3 separate regions of the Triticum aestivum genome follow, and all the other regions are linked to region 2. Evidence: chromatin contacts called from public Hi-C and HiCAR-type data. All regions are on one chromosome and are shown on one strand. Each heading gives the region's core, a stretch centred on a gene start, on an enhancer-like site or on the middle of the called end of the contact. The rest is flanking DNA. Distances are from core to core; before and after follow the strand shown. Region 1 holds the start of LOC123046963. Region 2 holds the start of LOC123046940 (alpha-galactosidase). Region 3 holds the start of LOC123046953 (acyl-carrier-protein phosphodiesterase PptH).

Region 1 (2,829 bases), core at 58-2,557, 230 kb before region 2:
AACACAGAACACATAAACAGCAGCTATATTACTCATAAGCGGCATGAACGCCAGGTACATAGGTAAGAACAGTAAATAGCCATATCTCATTACAACTGACATCTCATCATAAGCACACACAAGACTCCGGATACATGATAATCAACCAAGGAAAAAACCCGACAAACGAGCAACAAGCACAACACAAACAGACCCCCTAAAAGCTACAGGCGGTAGAAACCAAGCCAGCATGTAGCATCCGCCGCTGCGCAACAACATCGACGTCACCCACAGCGACGGAGCCATCACCAGAAGCAACTGGAATGGTAGATCTAACCGACGATGTAGCTAGAATAACCGCTGAGCGAGCAAGGTCTCGATAGGTGGTCATGGGTGTATAATTGTAATCAACAATGACAAACCCATACAAACGCTGCAAGTATATAATTGCCTGGAAAGCAGCACCCTCATAAGCAAACAGAGAGTCAACCCTGTCTTGTGCCCAGAAAAATCTTCTGATAGTGAGACTATCACTCCCAGGAACATTAACATCAAGCTCCACTCCTCCAAGAACGTCTCCATCATCCATCATTTCTCTTAAGTATGAATAAAATGGCACACGGCATCGGGAAGCAACAACATCTAACAGGTGGATGTATGAACAACTGACAGTAAACATCCTGCCACAACAGCGAATAACTGAAAATAAGCAGACCCCACACACAAAAAAGCCCAAACAACAGACAAAGACGAGGTAAGGAGAAACAGGAAAACAAAATCAATTTACGGATAAGGAAAGATGAGATTTCCTCTCACACCTGCAGCAGGACGGCAGATCAACAAGGAAGTTGTCTCGCAGCTACACGGCGCGCTGCCAACCCGCAACAGTCACCAATCGAACGGCAAACGACAGACCCTAACCCTAGAACAGCAGCAGGCACGACGAGTTAACAGCAGCGCAGGAGAACAAATTGAACGAGGGGAAAGTAAGAGCAGGAAAGCACCTCTCCCATCGCTCGAAGACAGCAGGAAGCGGCGTCCAGCCCACCGCTGCTCCGGCCCAACCGCAAGACGACGGCCAACCCCCTTCTCCCAACTGCAAGCAAACGACCAGGCAAATCAGACGCGACGAAAAGCAAGAAGCGGACAAGGGCGAAAGAGACGAACCTTTGTCACGGCGGCGAGGCAACGACAAGCCGGAAGGGCGTCGGATCTGGCGAAAAGGGACGCAGCGGAGAGAAAGGGACGGAGCGGAGAGGAAGGGACGAATGAGAAGCAGGAAGAAGATAGACGCACCCCTCGCTCACCTCATCCACGCCCGAGCCAACCAGCATCTGACACGCGAAGGGCCGACAAAGGAAATCCCCAAACTGCCCTCGGCAGGCTCTCAAAACCACAGGCGGAGCCACCGCACGATCCAGCGCTGAAGTCACACACCGCGGCCAGCCGCACACACGACGCCGACAGGGAGCCCCACCAGGCACCGAGCCCACGCGACAGAGAGACGCGACGGAACGGGCAACGTGAGAAAAGCAGCGCGGCGTAGAGCAGCTCGGAGGTGAATTTTATCCAACGGCCCAGCTGATCCCATGGGCAGATCGAACGCCCAAAATCGCATCAAGTCTGAGATCTGACGGTCCAAACTCCCTGAGCTCTGAGAGAGCCCATGTTTAGACATGAATCTAACTATGGGATGTTGGACAAAGCTATGGACAGCGAATGGGCTTTGATAGATGTCCTCGTATATTGCTTTCCGTTGCGCTCCCCACGCTGCCCAAAGAGTCATTACAAAGGTGATGAACTCGTCATGTGCACGCGAATCATGCGTAGCAAACAACCAACGTTTTGCATCATCATCAACGTTTGTACTCAACTGTTCAGTAATTGCATCTGTAGACAGTGCCCAAATACTTCTTGCTGCTGAACAATTAAGCATTGCGTGCCTCCACGTGTCCTCTACACCACAAAGACAGCATGCGCTCGTTGATGACATATGGCGATGATTAGTAGTACCTCGCTGGAGCAGCCATGCAGTTGTTTGCTGGGCTTTGATCGGTTGGGTTTAGATAGTAGCACTTCTATTCTGCTGCTGGGCTTTGATCGGGCTGTGTGTTGAAATCGGGTGAAACTCAACTTGGGTCAACGGCCTACGTTGGATGTGAATCAGACGTTCCAGAGTAAAATTGACTGGTGCAGACAAAAATTTCAGCCAGCTGAGCTATAGGTGCTCTGCTCCCGCGAAACTTCGTGCGTAAGGCAAGGCAAGGCAGAGCACCGCACCTACCCGCGCCGCAGTGTCTTGCATGCATGTCCATGACCTGGCAGGTGGTGCGAGGAGCCTGGCCACCGGATAAGATCAACACGCCGAGCGAAGCCGCCGCGGGTCACACACACTACACGTACTACTACATATGGTCGCGCGCGGTGGGTGCGCGCCGCACACGCCGGGCTTGGCATGCACGGGCAACCGAGCCTCCTGACCAGACGCGAGACGTGCCACCGCTCTGGGGCGTCCTCCCGCACACGTGTAGCGGCGGCGGCTCCACCCGCGGCCACGTTATAAGCCACGCGCGCACGCGGCGGCCATCCTCACAACCCACACACACTGCTACTACTTGTATTAACGCCAGTGCGGCCACACTTGGTCACATCCTCGTATCGTCGGCAAGAAAGACGAGTTGAGTTTAGCAGAGAAGAGCGGCTTGCTTGCTTGCTTGCTTTGGTACGTACGTACGTCGGTCAGTGAAGATGAGCACGGCGGCGCGGACGACGGGGCGGCGGGGGTTCACCATGGGGCGCAGCGAGGACGCGACGCACCCGGACACCATCCGCGCCGCCATCTCCGAGTTC
Region 2 (2,700 bases), core at 180-2,679:
CGGAGACGAGCTTGGGTAGGGTAGGGGAGTGGAGTGAACTGGCGAGAGTTTGGTCCGAGGAGCGGATGGAAAGAAATATATGTGGAGTCAGCTGGACCAACGTGGATCGGATCCGACATGACGGGCGTGGAAGGACGCCCCATATCTGTCCCATATTTGAATTGGATATAAGGGGGGGGGGGGGCGGTCAGTACGGGCGTTTGAGGCGCCCGACTGAATCGAAAATTCGTGACCGGCGTTCGAGGAGGATTTGAGGTGCCGGGTGTAGACGCCGTTAACTCTTTGCTAGAACTTCACACTCCCTCCGTCCGTGAATAAGTGTACTTCTAGATTTTGTCTCAAGTCAAAGTTTTAAAATTTTGACCAACTTTATAGAAAAAACTGGTAACATATATGACATCAAATTGCTATAGTATGAAAGTACATTTCAAAACGGATATATTGATACAAATTTAGTGCCATAAATGCTGCTATTTTTTTCTATAAAGGTGAAATTTATAAAAGTTTGACTTGGGACAAAATTTAGAAATACACCTATTCGTGAATGGAGGAAAACACGCATGCAATTTAAAATCAAACCACAAATGTACTAATAATGTGTTTCTGTGATTTATAAATTATATCATTGATTTTCTTTTATAATATGGATTCAACGAGCAGTACATTGTTATATATAATTCACATATGGTCAATCTAACTTTTGGTCCAAAATATAATTTTGAAATGCGTGCCGGGCCCATTCATTGGAATTGAAATCATATGCTTTGGAATATTTAACCAAAAACTACCACATTTCACGGGAACATGACATAAAACTAACACTTTCCGATTTTGTGCGGAAAACTATTACTTTTGTCCTAATCCGTGGCAAAAAACCTACCAAGTCTCGAAACCGGTCGCTTCGCCCGTGCTAAGCACCAAACTGACCAGCTGGTTCCATGTTTCAGGTGCCACGGTGGCCAACCGATGTCCGCCGCGTGTTAACGGCGCGTCCACGGTCGGAAACGGCGGTTGTCGGTTTGCGTTCAATGCACCAAAATATGAGACCGGCCATTTGATGTTGATCCTCTGACGACGCCGTTTCCGACCGCGGACGCACCGTTAACGTGCGGCGGGCATGGTTGGCCACCGTGGCGCCTGAAATATGGGACCGACTGGTTAGTTTGGTGCTTAGCGCGGGTGAAGCGACCGATTTCGAGACTTGGTAGTTTTTTGCCACGGATTAGGACAAAAATGATAATTTTCCGCACAAAATTATAAAGTGATTGTTTTCTGTCACGTTTCGGTGAAATGTGGTAGTTTTTGTTAAATACTCTGTGGTTTGTGAACCGGGCAGCGCCCTAATTTTGATCTAAGATAGACTTCATAACTGACCCGGAGTGTGGTTATATAAACACGAGCTCCACCAGAATGGTCTACAATATTCCTCCCGCCCCGTTGTTCCTGGCCAGACACGTATATCGGCGGCTACGTCCAGGTCAACAGGCGGGGGGAGACTCGGCGAGAGATCAATGGAAGGTTATCGTGGCCGGCCATGGACCAGGCTACCGGCGCTGCTGCTGGCCTGCGCCGCCGCCGCCGCCGTGGGCGAGTGCAGGGTGGTGCACGTGGGAGAGGCGCACCGGCGGAGCATGCTGGCCAATGGCCTCGGCGCGACGCCGCCCATGGGGTAAGCTCGCCGCTGCTTAACTGCGGTGCAACTTAGCATAATCCTTGATCAAATCGAATCCCCTTTTCTATCTCTCTTCGGCAGGTGGAATAGCTGGAATCACTTCGCCTGCGACGGCAACGGCGAGGTTGTCATCAGGGAGACCGGTACCAGCTGACCTCGTAGTCCCTTTGCTTCTTATTTACAAAGTAGTAGTAGTATACTGTTGAACTGTCCCATGGGGTAAAAACTCTTTTACTATTTTATTCTCTTGTACTATGTATGTCTACTTGAGCAGCCGATGCGCTTGTGTCCACCGGGCTCGCCGCTGCCGGCTACAAATACGTCAATCTTGGTGCGTTGCTGCCACTCTCTCATACGCCCTCGCTTTTTTTTTGTCTGTGTGTGCTTCCCTGTTTGTGTTGGACGAAATATTTTACGTGATGAAATCGATTGATTAATTACAAGTGGACAAAGTGGATTGAGCCAACTTCGTGTGTGTGATTTTTTTTTCTCTGCAGATGATTGCTGGGCAGAACCCGAACGTGATGCGAAGGTTTGTACAAAATCTGCCCTCCCGGTGTCCAGTGTCTGAACACTCTTCTGGACTGCACATGATCATCTGTCACACATGTTTATGCTGCTGCAGGGCAATCTTGCGGCGAACAAGAAGACGTTCCCGCACGGGATAAAGGCACTCGCAGACTACGTCCACAGCAAGGGGCTCAAGCTCGGCATCTACTCCGATGCTGGGTAATTTACCGTGACTGTCGTCGTAGTAAGCTGTGACGGTAATTTACCCTTCTCTGATCTTAATTTTGTGTGAAGATACAAGACATGCGCCAAGGCTCAGCCTGGGTCCCTCGGCCACGAGGAGCAGGACGCCAAGACCTTTGCCTCCTGGGTGAGCGATTGATTCCAAAACTTGTGCATATCTCTGATGTGTTTTTGTTCACTCCATCCATGGGATTTGCTTGCTGGTTTCAGGGAGTCGACTACCTCAAGTACGACAACTGCAACAACGGCGACACGAAGCCGCTGCAGAGGTACCC
Region 3 (2,700 bases), core at 43-2,542, 160 kb before region 2:
GCCACCCGCAATGATGCAGAGCTCTGAATCTCGGACAGGACAGGGCGCATCCTGACCGGCTTAGGCAGCAACACAGCATAGGCTTTTTAGTCGGTTTTGGATTCTTGGCTAGGCTAGAGTAGCTTTGTTACTTACAGTCTTGGTGTTCTATTTTTGCTGTGTTTTTCAGTTTGGTCATCCTCCACCGTTGTTGGTTTGTATTTCACGCCTTCTTTCATGTTCTTCTGACACAATGATGCACATTTAGACGCGTGTTGGAGAAAAACAACTCCGAGTGGCAACGCCCAATAACATCAGTGTATTACTCCTACTAGGTTCACAACTGAAATGATGCAGAGGTATGCGTCATCATAACCGTTTCAGTCAGGAAACAAGAACCAATAGTCCAATAGGATCACCATATGACTAGGTTCACAACTGAAATGCAGCTCAACTACACAAGCCTGCTTAAAACCAGTATCAACATCAAACCTCATCAGCAAACTTCGCACTGCATCTAAAACTAGGATCATTAAGCAACGTATTTACTGGACAATGGCGGGCAGGAAGCAGGCGGGCGTTTCAGGTTTCAGAGAGGACAGACTAAAAGACTAGGAATGCAGCGGAAGCACCAGGCCAACGCATTTCGTCAAACACCATGCTTGCGGCACAAGGAATGCCGATAGTCAAACAGAGGGAAAAGGGACGGGGGAGGGGGAGGAGGGAAGGCGGAATCCACTCACGTAGCGGCCACCCTCGCGGCGCAGCCAGAGGTCGTGGTTGCCGGGCACGTAGAAGACGGCGTCGAAGCGCGCCCTGAGGGCCTCCATGGTGCGCGCGAAGTTGTCCCTGGTCTCCGCCACGTCCCCGGCGACGACGAGCGCGTCGAAGCCCTCCCCGGCGCCCGGCGGCCCCGCCCGCACCGCGAGCCGGCGCACCCACTCCATGTTCTCCGGGTAGTCGGTGTGCAGGTCCGACACGACGAACACCCTCGTCCTCGCTGCCGCCGCCGCCGCCGGCTGCGGCGCGGCGGCGGCGGCAGCGCGGCAGCGGAGGGAGGAGGGGGAGGATGATGCCCTGGGGCGCGGCGGGCAGAAGCGGCGGCGCCTGCGGAGGCGGCGGTGGTGCGGCGACGGGGGCAGCGCGTCGAGCAGGTGGTGGGCGGGGTGGGGCGACACGGGCAGATGCGGTGTCATGTCGGGGGGGAGGAAAAAGCTCTCTCGCTCGCTCTGGCGCTCGCCTCGCTTGCGGCAAAAAATCCCGTTTTCCCCCTGCCTGCCTTTTCGCTCCGGGGACGGGGTGGGTGGCGGTGGGGTGGCAGTTCGGTGATTCCGATCCGGCGACGGGATACCCGGCTCCACGGCCTGTGGGCCCGTTATATACAGCGGCGGCGAGGCGAGGCCCGGGTTGGTGGGTGGTGCGCCGCCGACGTGGCAGCGGCATCCGGGATAGTTTATGCTGGTCATTAGGCGCGTAGAGTATAGTAATGATTAATGCAGTGGGTTCATCATTGTCGCGGTTGGCCCTGTGCGACCGCTAAACTCCGGGTTAGTGGCGGAGTTTCGCACGTAACAGCGTGCGATGGAGGGCGCGGATTGGTTTGTTTAGGCCTCGTGGATTGCTAATCCATGTGTGCCCACACGGCCACACGCTTGTCTACAGACCTCTTCTAGAACGAGGTCGGCCACGGCGGTCGGCCAAGGCCAGAATCATAAACAGGGGCCAAGCCTACCCTCGTGCGACATGAGACACAAAGCCATGAGTTTCATCAAATCTCTAACAGCTTGTTTGGCACCAATCATTTGGCTCGGAATTTATAGAATTCATTTTGCAAATTCCAACATGAACGTGTTTGTCGCACACGAATTTTGCGTGGGAAATCATCCCATAAATCCAATTAAAACGGTATGTAAAACCAAATCCCGCCCAACACCCTATGTAAGGTACGGGATATCTCTCTTATGAACTACTGGGCACAAGTTTCGATTAGAGACGAATTGAATTACATGAGGAAGGGAAGGTAGAGGAAGGATAGAGGAAGGGGAAGAAGGTAGCCGTCAGGTGCCTTGCCAATTGATCCACTGGATGCCTGCCCCTATCATCTCCCTCGTACTTGTAGCCGCAGAGGTGGGTCGCAGATAGGCCAAGTCCGTGGGTTGGCCCAACGGCAAGCCCCATGCACATGTACAGGTTAGGAGGGCTCCTAACATCCCTCCCTCCTTGGAATCCGGCTTGACCCCAAGCCGAGACCACCAAGAGCCGTCCGGGTCCCATTGCACTCAATGGTCCTTGACTAGCTCAAAGTTGCGGTGGCAGCTTGTAACGTGCCTGGATCTAAAAGGGGAAAGAGGCACATACAGCTGCTGTGTCAGGTGCTACAACTCCCGAGAGACAATGAATTGGTTGCCACTATGACAGAGCATGTGCAGACGGTTCAGAACTGGAAACAACCCGCCAATATCAAGGAGCTGCGGGGTTTCTTGGGACTGTCAGGCTATTACAGAAAATTTGTCAAAAAATTTGGATCTATCAGCCGACCACTACTCAATGACCTGCTAAAAAAGAATTCCGTGTTTGTGTGGACTCCAACAGCAGAGGCGTCATTTCAGGCCCTCAAACAAGCGCTGGTCACTGCACCTGTACTCGCGCTGCCCGATTTCTCAAAGCAATTCATCGTGGAAACGGATGCCAGCGCAACAGGGATTGGCGTGGTGCTGATGC

Evidence for each region. Hi-C and Micro-C count contacts between places; a contact is called where the count stands out from the background. HiCAR-type assays count read pairs that join an accessible place to other places.
Region 1: a Hi-C map of leaf shows a contact between it and region 2, with 7 times the contacts expected there. The contact joins the promoter of LOC123046963 here to the promoter of LOC123046940 in region 2. A contact is called at or near these places in 2 of 5 Hi-C or Micro-C datasets (both in leaf).
Region 3: a HiCAR-type map of leaf shows a contact between it and region 2, with 5 times the contacts expected there. The contact joins the promoter of LOC123046953 here to the promoter of LOC123046940 in region 2. A contact is called at or near these places in 2 of 5 Hi-C or Micro-C datasets (leaf and root) and 1 of 1 datasets of contacts at active chromatin or transcription factors (leaf).

What each region holds. Positions count from the first base shown.
Region 1 is chr1A:299,854,064-299,856,892 of IWGSC CS RefSeq v2.1, reverse strand. It overlaps LOC123046963, which reads right to left and starts at 1,307. Exons shown (of 10, transcript XM_044470434.1): 1 at 1,147-1,307; 2 at 984-1,075; 3 at 798-901. LOC123120564 (aquaporin TIP3-1) reads left to right here and starts at 2,575. Exons shown (of 3, transcript XM_044540595.1): 1 at 2,575-2,829. The coding sequence starts at 2,728.
Region 2 is chr1A:299,621,989-299,624,688 of IWGSC CS RefSeq v2.1, reverse strand. LOC123046940 (alpha-galactosidase) reads left to right here and starts at 1,429. Exons shown (of 14, transcript XM_044470405.1): 1 at 1,429-1,669; 2 at 1,754-1,815; 3 at 1,947-2,003; 4 at 2,170-2,204; 5 at 2,298-2,401; 6 at 2,477-2,552; 7 at 2,636-2,700. The coding sequence starts at 1,512.
Region 3 is chr1A:299,780,562-299,783,261 of IWGSC CS RefSeq v2.1, reverse strand. LOC123046953 (acyl-carrier-protein phosphodiesterase PptH) reads right to left here and starts at 1,292. Exons shown (of 6, transcript XM_044470416.1): 1 at 723-1,292. The coding sequence starts at 1,175.